2 separate regions of the Triticum aestivum genome follow, and region 2 is linked to region 1. The links are chromatin contacts, called in public Hi-C maps. All regions are on one chromosome and are shown on one strand. The core of a region is the stretch at or near the end of the contact, and the rest is flanking DNA. Distances in the headings are between cores, read along the strand shown. Region 1 holds the start of LOC100873117 (transcription factor DIVARICATA). Region 2 has its middle 110 kb from the start of LOC123093397.

Evidence for each region. A called contact is a pair of places that touch in the nucleus more often than the background predicts.
Region 2: a Hi-C map of leaf shows a contact between it and region 1, with 5 times the contacts expected there. The contact joins the enhancer-like site here to the promoter of LOC100873117 in region 1. A contact is called at or near these places in 2 of 5 Hi-C or Micro-C datasets (both in leaf).

What each region holds. Positions count from the first base shown.
Region 1 is chr1B:506,829,882-506,835,123 of IWGSC CS RefSeq v2.1, forward strand. It overlaps LOC100873117 (transcription factor DIVARICATA), which reads right to left and starts at 2,393. Exons shown (of 2, transcript XM_044554538.1): 1 at 1,467-2,393; 2 at 383-1,371. The coding sequence starts at 1,948. The coding sequence ends at 942.
Region 2 is chr1B:506,979,476-506,984,717 of IWGSC CS RefSeq v2.1, forward strand. No RefSeq gene overlaps it. Among protein-coding and RNA genes, the nearest start is that of LOC123093397, 110 kb to the right of the region's middle. Within about 2 kb of position 2,491, at least 3 of the 8 cell types and tissues checked have an H3K27ac peak or open chromatin away from gene starts, as enhancers often do. A contact at or near this core is called in leaf, where this site is marked.

The sequences.
Region 1 (5,242 bases), core at 1,143-3,642:
TAATAATCATACCGTGAAGAAAACTAAGGTATAGAAATATAACAAAATGACAAGTGGCATTATTGATGGAAATACTGGAGTCATTCGGTATAAGTGCCGTGCCGATCGTGCACGTGTATTAATATCAGAAATTCATTCAACTAAAGGTTAAATTTATTCAAAAAAAACTAAAGGTTAAATTCACAAAGCCTTGTAAAATTTTGGCATTTTTTCATAACTCCAGGTTGCCGGAGGAAATAACCAAAAGCCAGAAGAAAACACAATACTTCAAACAAATGTATACCAATTACTTCGTAGTATAGCAAATATAAGTCAAAATAGACGGGCGCAGCAGTGCGCGCCATCAATGATCTAGTTAACTAATATAGCAGGGGTCAATGAGAGGGTGAGCAATGCTAATACCCCCAAATCAAAAGATCAACACGTTACAACAAGGGAAAAGAAGAACACCATACGGTATGCTGCTGCTGTCCAAATACTACCACATGCATGACACTAACTAGCTGACCAAATACATCAAAAGTACAGTAAATAAAAAAGAAAAACTCGGGCAGGTGTAATCACAGCGTCTAGCTAGTAGTACAGTACTCCTGTGCTAGTGTGCTTCCCAAACTCAAGTGCTCCCAGTGCGTCTCCCATGGCTCGGGAGTAGCAAATAGGACGTCCTAGCAAATAATAGAGAGGAATATTGCTAATTATTTCACCGTGGGCGTGGCGTTATGTACACAGAAGAAATGCCGTATCCATCCTGCTGCCTTGCCGCTCATCCTCATCTCGTGCTCCCTCTCCGTCCGTCCGTCCGTCCAGTGTGTTCCTGCATGGATGATCTGGGACCAAGAGCACGTGCGACGCTGGGTGGTTCTCCTTCCTCGTGCACGCCCGACGACGAGGCAGCTTTCTCCGATGGCGGCTGGGCTGCTGCTGCTCCAAGGAACCGCTGGTCAACCGAGAGGCTGGAGCTGGCCGCATTGCATCTGCATCAGAACAGAGTCGCCGTGGTAGCCGTTATTGCTGGCCTCCAGTTTCACGCTGCCGTAGAGATGGGGCATGAAGTGGTGGTGCCCGCCGAGAGGAGGCGGCTTGCTGTCCACGAGCGCGCCGAACTGCTCCGGGGGGGAGGAGGTGGCGGTGAGCGCGGAGGGCGGCGACGGCGAGGGGTTGGTGTTGCTGGCGTGGTCGTCGTCGGGAATGTTGACGGTGGTGATGTCGTGGATGCTGGAGCGGCGCTTGTCCTTGCCGCCGGAGTTGAGCCGGATGAAGTACTTCTGCGCGTGGCTGGCCACCTGCGTCGGCGTCCGGCTGGTCACGTAGTTGCGCGAGATGTTCCGCCAGTCCCCTCGCCCGTACTTCTTCAGGCCCATCAAGAACAGCCTACGGCAAACAGGAGTTCGTCCCACCGATCAACGACACGCGCAACGAGATTTGAAGCCGTACATGTGTGGGTTAAGTAATCGGGAGGGGCTTACTTGTGCTCCTCCTCTGTCCAGGGCACGCCCTTCTTGCGCTCCTGGTCCGAGCCGCGCCCGCGCTTGCCGTTGCCGGCCGCCATGTAGCAGGAGCGCTTGAACGCCAGGTCGCCGCCGCCGTCCCAGTCCAGGGTGAACTCGGAGGCCGGGGAGCCGGCGCCGCCGGCGTTGGCGTTGTAGTGGGGGAAGGGGACGAGGCCCGCCTCGATGAAGCAGACGTCGTTCTCGAGGTCGTCGTACTGCCTCATGACGTCGGCCACCGTCTTGCCGGGAAGCAGCGCCGCCACCCGCTCCCACCGGTCCGGCGCGTCCCCGTCGACACGCGCGAGCGCCTCCTCAAACAGCTTGTTCTCTGCCGGCGACCACGCCCCGCCGCCGCCGCCGCCCCGCTGGTCCTGCAAAAACCAGCCGCCTGCCTGGCCGGCGAAGTAGGGCGCCGGCGGCACCGGCAGCACCTCCATCCACGACTCCTGCTTCATCATCTCTCTCAGGCTCAGCCGACCAAGATTCCACCCGCGTTTCTCAGGCAAAGCCACGGAAGAGAGGGAGTAGTCGGGGCGCGGAGGAGAGGAGAGGAGAGGGGGAGTGGCAGTGGCAGGGGAGGCGGTATTTATGCGTGGCGGCGGTATCGATCCCGGTCCGGCAGATGCCAAAGTGGGTCGAGGGAGGCAGAGAGGAGGTGATTCGGCCTCCACCGTGGGAGGGGAGGGGAGGGGAGGGGAGCGCGCTTAAAGAAGGCAGAGGTTCGGTGATTGGGCCGTGGTGGAGTTTGTGGTCTCTCGACCAAACAAAAGCCTCCTGATGATCCCCCACCTCCCTCGCCTAGTCGCCTCTCGCTTTCTCTCTCCCGCCTCTCCGCGTGCTAGGGGGAGAGACAGAGGGCGCAGAGAGAGGGGAGGACGAGCTGAGAGCTTCGGCCGTGTGCGTGCGTGTGAGGGAGGACCAGTCCAGGCTGGAGAACTGCGCGCCTTTGCTGTGCTGTGCGGGTGCAGGCGACGTCGCCTGTCTTTATTGAAAAAAAAATTATATGAGACCAGGTCTTACGGTTAGCAGGTGAGACCCGTCCTGATAGATGACACGTGGCATTCACAAATCATAAAACATCTAATCTCTCCCCCCTTGATTTTAAGTGGGGGGTGGAGGATGCTTTGTGATTTGTGAGTGCCACGTGTCATTCATCAGGATGAGTCTCGCGTGAGACCTGGTCTCATTGAATTCTTTTCTGTCTTTATTGGCCGTTGCTTGCCGCTCTTCCCAAGGCTGGGGCTGGAGCTCGACTCGTCTCGTCCTAGCAGTAGCAGCATTTATTATTCCGCCCTCCCCTTGTCCGGAAACGCACTTTGTGTCCTCGGCCTCTTCCATTTAGGGTAGGTCCACGCCCCTCATTTCTGTGGCGCCCAACAAACTCTTCGCATTTTCTGGCACGGTGAGAAAACGTTTCACGGTTTTCAACTAAAACGAGCGACACATTTTTTAAACGGAGGGAGAAGTAACAAATTGTTTCTTCACTATTTTTTGTTGGTGGCGCCTTCCGCTGTTGCTGGTTTTGTACTATGATGCCATTAATTTGGATCATGAGTGAGAAATTCGTCGCATCGACCATCTTTGTTGCCATCCCGATTCGCTCGTCAGCGCCACGTATGCTCCGGGTGTCTTTGTATCCCATACACGTGATAACCAAGCGTGGATCGTTTTGGTTTGAACATCGGAATCACGTTCCGATTTAAAAATTGGCGTTGCCGTCTCCTCTCAAGGCAACGTGGCTCTCCCTTGATTAGGTAGCTAATCCTGTCACTGTATATATAGCATACATTTCATTTTAGGCAGATCCAAGCCAGAGCTTCTATAAAAACTTTATGGACATGGCTACCTGGCGCCCGAGCTCCCGTTCGGGCCAGCGAGCGCCCTCCCCCAAAGGAAAGTCCTACCCCGCGCCGCGTCAGGACAGCCCAGAAAAGGAAGAACCTCCCGCGCGCTAGCTCCCACTTGCATTTATTAGGGGATAAAAAACTTTAAAAATTTGTAACTTTTGATTAGAATGTCAAAATTCAAATCCGTTTTCACCGGTGGTTTTTCACGACGAGTTCTTCAAAACTAAATCCCATATGAATAGGTTTCGATGAACTTTTTTTTTGAGCAACTTTTTGTGCTAGAGAGCCAACTTTAGTGGCTATAGAAAAGCAACTCATTTTTCCGAGTATGACTACCTGTCAACGGAGGATCCTTGTAAGTCGGTTACCATGACTATCAATTGACTATTTTCACCTCTAAATCGCCTAACATAAAGAAAACTCCAACGTGGATCACCAAAATGCCCCAAATATCGAAATCGGCCTCTCTAGACACTTTTAACCATCCAATGAGTCCAACTACTATCAGGCATGTAAAAAAGGTCTGTTGCCCCATATGAGTTCCTTGTAGTAAAAAATAGCATGCATCCTCTATGCAGAAGTAAAAAACATGCAACAACTTTGCTATGATTTCAGACAACTCTTGTAAAATTTGAAGCAACTAATGTCATGCATTAAGAGAGGGGTTGTTGCCCCATAAGCTCCTTGCAGTAATATCAGGCAACCCTTGTCCAAAAAAATAACCACAAAAACAACAAGTAGAGACAACATATATAGGTGGCACTAATGTATATATATTCTTTAACATAGGCAATTGTAGTGTGATTCATGAGCAACTATTTAAAGAAACAAAAATGTGTTCCAGGCAATTTTATGCAACTGTTGATATGAACTGACCATCTCCATATATATATTCCGATGCAACTTAATCTACTAATACAATATTGTTTTTAGAATTACTTCCTATCCACCTCTCTACGCCCGTTCCGGTTGCCTTCCTTCTTCATCTTCATCGTTTCATCAAAAAAATATCTGAAAAAACCATGGGTACCTCCTGTTGATCCACCATTCCGCCCTGTGAAGCATCAGGTTGAGCGTCCCTTTTACTTGTAACTCAATATAAAAACACAAAATGCAAAACTGTTCTAGGAAAAAAGCAAGCAATTGCCCTAGCAAAACCAAGCAGTTGTCCTAGCAAAACCAAGCAACTCCCCTAGCATCTATTTTAGGCAGAGAAAAAAAAGTATGAGTAACTTGAATAGACTTTTATGAAAAAAATCCTAACAAAACCAAGCAACTCCCCTCTCATCCACCTTCTCGTAGGTTGTAGCAGAAGATCAAAGCAACTCAATTACAAAGAAACACAAAAAGTGGGAAACTGTTGTAGCAGAAACAAGCAGATGTCCCTGGCACTACTACTTAGATTGTCAATTTTAGGCAGAAAACATATGAGTAAGTTGAATAACCTTTGTGGACAACTATCTTACCCCCCCCCCCCCCCCCTTGTAACTTCTCATTTGTTCTAGAAAAAATCCAAACAACTCAACTACAAAAGGACACAGAATGCAAAAATTGTTCTAGCAAGAAAAACAAGCAACTACCCTAGCAAAACCAAGCATTTTTCCTAGAAAAATCAAGCAACTCCCCTAGCATCTACTTTAGGGTGGAGGGTGGGGGCGGTGTTGTGCTTCGCATGGAGCGCGTCGACGAGAGGAGGATCGGGGCGATAGCCGTGTAGCTGGGGGGAGGAGGAGCACGACTGGGACTAGGAGGAGGATCGCGGTTTTAGTTATGTCTCCATGACCAACTCCACCCTGCTTCACATGTATGATTATCGCCAATTATTTACGATCATACCAAAGGGATCCCACCCCGAGGAGATAAATTCTTGACACATCTCTATGACACAAACTTGAAAGGTATCTA
Region 2 (5,242 bases), core at 1,241-3,740, 150 kb after region 1:
AGGTGACGGAAGCGAAGCGCTGTCATTTGTAGGAGGCGGAGGGGGCAGATGACACGGGCGTCGAAGAGATGCTCGCGCATATGGATGCGGAGGAGGTGCCGGAGCCCTTCACGCGCCCAACTACCCGGCATCCGACACGGACGTTGTGGACACCTTCGATGATGAAGCTTAATTTAGGCTAGTATGGTGTACATAGTACGTAGGAACTCCTTTTGTATGATCTGTATGGATTTGAGAGATGAAATATGAGGTACTCGAATCATTGAAGAAATTATGAGGTATTCGGATAAATTGAAGTAAGTATGAGGTGTGACTGGTCAGTGTCCGCGAACGCATCCGCAGGTGTTTGAGGGCCGGGATTTGCCGAGTCCAGCTCTAGATGCTCTTAGACCCCACGCGTCGATCTTGACGGTTATACGTGGCAATTTTCATGGAGCACACTGTTCGATCTCATGCACCTTCACAATCGTTCGCTTCGATATGCCCTTCTAAAGGAATGACCCCGTATGGCAATCACTGAATGCATATGCAGCTACTCTACGTAGCATGACAATTCGACATGCTGTAGCATGATAACTCCTAAACACGTCGGTCCTTGAAACGCGTGACTATTCTTTCTACTACAGCATATAAAAATATTTAAAACACATGCCATTTTCTCTGTTGTATCATGACAATTATTTTTTGTTAGCATGGCAAATCATTCTGTTAAGAGCATATATAGCCGAACTTTGCAAATCCGGTCCATTAAAGGCTTTGGGAAGCGCCCGGGCGCTTTTGCGGACATTGATCGGTCACGCTTTGAATAATACAATTCACATCTGTATACCGCAATTATCATATCTCAAATCCATATAAACTCATACAACTACATCGATGACACATCATGCGGCTACTCCATCACACTACACAAATATGCGATCGGACTACTAAAATTATGTATGTTTGGCTATGATGAAGATATCCACGACTGCCCTTGCCCTTGCCCTTCCCGGCGCCCTTGCCGTCCTTCTCGCGAAGTATCGGTCGAAGACAAAGTAGAGATCAAGCCGGTTCTCCTCGTCGCCCGAGCTGTCCTCACTGTCGTTGTCCTCCTCCTCCTTCGGTGGAAGTCCGACCATGGCACGGACCGCCCGATTATGCTCTCGGGCGAGGGCGCATGTGTTCCTCCGGTGTCATTTCTTCACATTGCGGGCGCTGATGGCTTCCTCCTCTTTGGCCACCCGCGCCGCTGCATTAGCCGCCTCCACCGATGTCATTTCCACGGCGATACGGTTCTCGCCGGCCCTTATCATCTCCTTCCCACGACGGGCTGCTCGTTCCCGATGGGACTCATAGTCTGCCCGACCGTTGATGGGGAAGGAGAGATTTTCCGGCTGCCGGAACTGCGATGATCCAGCCCCTAAGGACTTGAGCTTCCGTTGAGCCAACGCAATGGAGTCGAACCGGACAGATCCGTCCATTGACCGGGCGCTGCCCTCCCAGGAGCAGCGGAGTGCAATGCGGACCGTCATTGCCTCCTCCAACCCGCACGGGATGACACCCTAGTCGAGGGATCTGGATTGGTCGGAGTTAGATCCGCCCTCGCAAAGTCGGAGATGGCCGGAAATCGCTGGTGATGAGTTAGGGTGATGAAGGGAGTGGAGAGAAGAGGAGTGTAAAGTGATCAGGGTTTGATCCGCGCGAGCAGATGAGGATGAATATATGTGAGATTAGGTGGGTCAGTGTTGGCCGGGTCCGACGTGATAGACGCGCCCAGGCGCCTCATATCCTTCTTATATTTGGGGTAAATATGGGGAGTGTCCGTCAGCTCGGATATTTGAGTCCCGTTTGAGAAGTTCGTCCGAGTCAAAATTTCCTGATTGATCAGTAACCGGGTGAGCCATCCGTGCATTTGAGGAGGGTTCGGAGCGCTCGGCTTTAGATGCTTAACACGGCAAATCTCGCCGGAGTGATTTACAGAAAGCTCTCTGTGTGACGATGGTCGCTCGAATGCTTCTCTCTTCCGCGCGCTGTCTAGTCGAGGCCGAAAGCCCTGTGCCGCCGGCGGTGCCTTTGAGCGGTGGAATGCCTGCATGCGCACGCTCTCGCTGCGCACCCGACATGTATTCCTCCTCCCCCTCCTTTCGACCGCCCTCGCTTCGAGGTGTCCACGCGCCATGCATATTCTTCCGCCGACCCTTGTCATACTCGGACCAAAGCTGCCTACTACAACATGGATCCAAAGACAGGCAGGAATTAACTACCAAAGCAGATTAAACTAGCAATTACCGACCAACGACCATCGCCTGGTGTGTGAACCGTGGCACGCAGGAGTACTCCGTACGTAGGCCGGGGTAGTGGATTAGTACGTTTGTTCTACTCATCACCCGCTGATGGGGGCTGTTGTTTGGAGCCTCTCTGGTGGAGGTTTCCCCGGTGGATGCATCCGGCGTGCCGATGGGTGACGGACGGAACGGGAATGGGATCCCTCGCTGTCACGCCCCCACGATGCGGTCCCGTACGGCGTGACCAACTACCACCCCCCACCACCGCCGTCTGCGACCGCTAGCTCCAGTACGTGTGGTGCACGCCGCTTAATTAGTTACTGACTGGAATTTTGTAGTATGGTGCTCTATCTACGTATGATGCTTGCAACAGAGGATTCCCTCTTTGCAGGCGTGTTGTTACTGATTGGTTCTCCCCGTCGCGGGCAAGAACATGTACCAAGGCCATGTGTTGCAACAGGCGGCTACACTGGCACCACCGCTAGAATCTAACTAGTAGTAGTAGCACGTACGTGTAGTTCGGCCTGCCATGCTCATTCGTATGGTTCGACAATTTTTTTTTAATGAAAGCACCGTGGGGTTCCCTTTTACCTGATGTTACAGGAGAAAAGGAGCGGTGGAGCGTCGTCCGCCGGAGACGAAGGTTCACCGGGAGAACTTCACCTCCATCCGGCGTCCTGCATGTGGTGATTTCTTTCACATGCTCGTACGTACGTGTGGGGGAAGGCAGGTGCAGGAATCCTGGTTGTCTCGTCCGGAGCGGCGTGCGGTGTCGAGTGGGGATTGAGGACTCGCGCTCGCCGGAATAATTAAAGCGGGCGACCCGGAGCTGGAGGACGAACTCACGCACCTTTCAGATCGGTTGGTGTTCAAAGTGTCAAAGTTGCTCCGGATTTGCTGCGGCGGCCAAAGAGGACAGCTGCAGTTGCAGTGAGTGATGCGGAATGGACTTCAGCTACAAGTTAGGCCATCTCCATCGCGCGACCCCATCCGGATGTCCGCGCGCGTCCGTTTGAGGAACGATTGGGCGGACATCCTGGGGCGGACAGGCGTTGCATCCAACGTGCACATGCCTCTGGGACTCAAACGGTCTGCCCCGGCTCGTCGCAGCGCCCTGCCACCTCGCGCTCGCGTCCGCTCGGAGCCGCGTCGAGCGCGCCCCGCCCTGCGCGCGCCTCGCCCCGCCCTGTGCATGGCCGCGCCGAGCTCGCGCGCCTTGCTCCGCGCCCGCCTCGCCCCGTGCATGCCCGCGCCTCGCCGCTCGTGCGCGCCTCGCCCTGCCAGCCCGCGCCCCGCCGCACGCCCGGCCCGCGACCGTGCTCGCCACGACCGGCCGCCCCGCGCCGCGCCCGCGTTTGCCGCGAGCGGCCTGGCCAGCGCCGCGCCGGGCTGGCCTGGCCGCGACCGCACTCGCCCCCCCCCCACCCCCCGCGCCCGCGCGCCCCATGCCGAGCTCGCCGGCCCCGCCCCGCCTTGTGCTCGCCGCCGCACCGCCCGCGCGCGCCGCCGCCCAGGCCGAGCGCGCCGGCCCCGCCCTGCCCCGTGCTGCGGCGGCGCGGCTGCTCCATGTGTCGCTGATTTGTGGGCCAGAGAGAAGGCACGGGCGGACAGGAGCGGACGAGAGGGACGAGGAGGGCGTCCGTTTTCTATCCGTTCGGGAGCATTCGTGGCTTAAATTTGGTCTAGATTTGGGGTTGAGCCGGACAAAAGCGGACACAAACGAACGTGCATGTCCGTTTAGGTATTACCGCTGGGTCTTATTTTATCCCAAACGGACAAATTCGGACCGGATGAATCACGAATGGGTCACGCGGTGGAGTTGGCCTTACTGTTGTACTACTGTCACAGCGTCCCAAGCAGTGGCGGAGCTTAGTGGAGACCAACAGGGGCCATGGCCCCCCCTTATTTTTTGCATCCATTGAAGAATAAGCTACGTCATGAGCCTAATTAGTGTTTAAACTACAAATTAGCCCCTCCTTCCCTATTAATTTGGTTCCTTTTGACTAATGGCCCCCTCTTGAATTATTCTCAAGCTCCGCCACTGGTCCCAAGCTTGGTATCTGGAGAGCAAAAAGTGCATCGCCAGTTAGCTGATTATGTTCACCACGTTCACAGCCAACTGAGAGTAAGAGGGTGCTTGGATACAAGGGACTATTTTTAGTCTGACTAAAAATAGTCTCTTTTAGAGGCTAAAGTTCCAAGCACCCTTGACTAAAGAGAGGCTAGGACTAGTTTTGAGGCTAAAATCTTTTAGTCATGGGAAACCTACTAAAATATGTATTAGCTCTCTCTCTTCTCATTTAATTCCTCTCCTTAGTTCTGGATTGGAGGGTTTGAAGGATAATAAATGCTCAATAACTAGATTTTAGTCTCTTTAGTATTTGGATCCAAGCATGAGTGAGACTAGCAAGTTTTAGTCCCACTACTTTTAGTCATGGGACTAAAACGTATCCAAGCATGCTCTAAGTAAGTACGGGCGGCGTAGAGGATCCGGGATTCAGATGATGGGTACTTTGGGTCTAATTTAACCGGTACGGCTTCCGATCTACTCCTCGTACTTGTGTTGCCAGCCAATGGCAAGGCCTGCTCACAACTAAGAGCCGGTGGCACCAATCATTAGTGACAAGCCGCTTGATTAACAACTCATGCGAGTAGACCTACCAAACCACGGGGAGACACGTAAACACCGTACCCGTCAACAGTCCAATGGGATCTGCATACATTTCCGCAAAAAAAGTACTCCTACGGCCTAAACAATCGCCCATCCGCCCAATCGTACGCCCATGACGGCATGGCACCTCGCGATCTGCACTCGTATTTTATCCTAAGCTACTGAACAATTTCTACGTGACCACTGTACAATGCCCAAGGGAAAGAGAGCTCTTTTGACCAAGGCCCATACCCGTAGAAAATAGAGGCAGAAATCACAGATTTGACCCGAGGCAGAAACCAAATCACAAACTGACCTGTTCAGG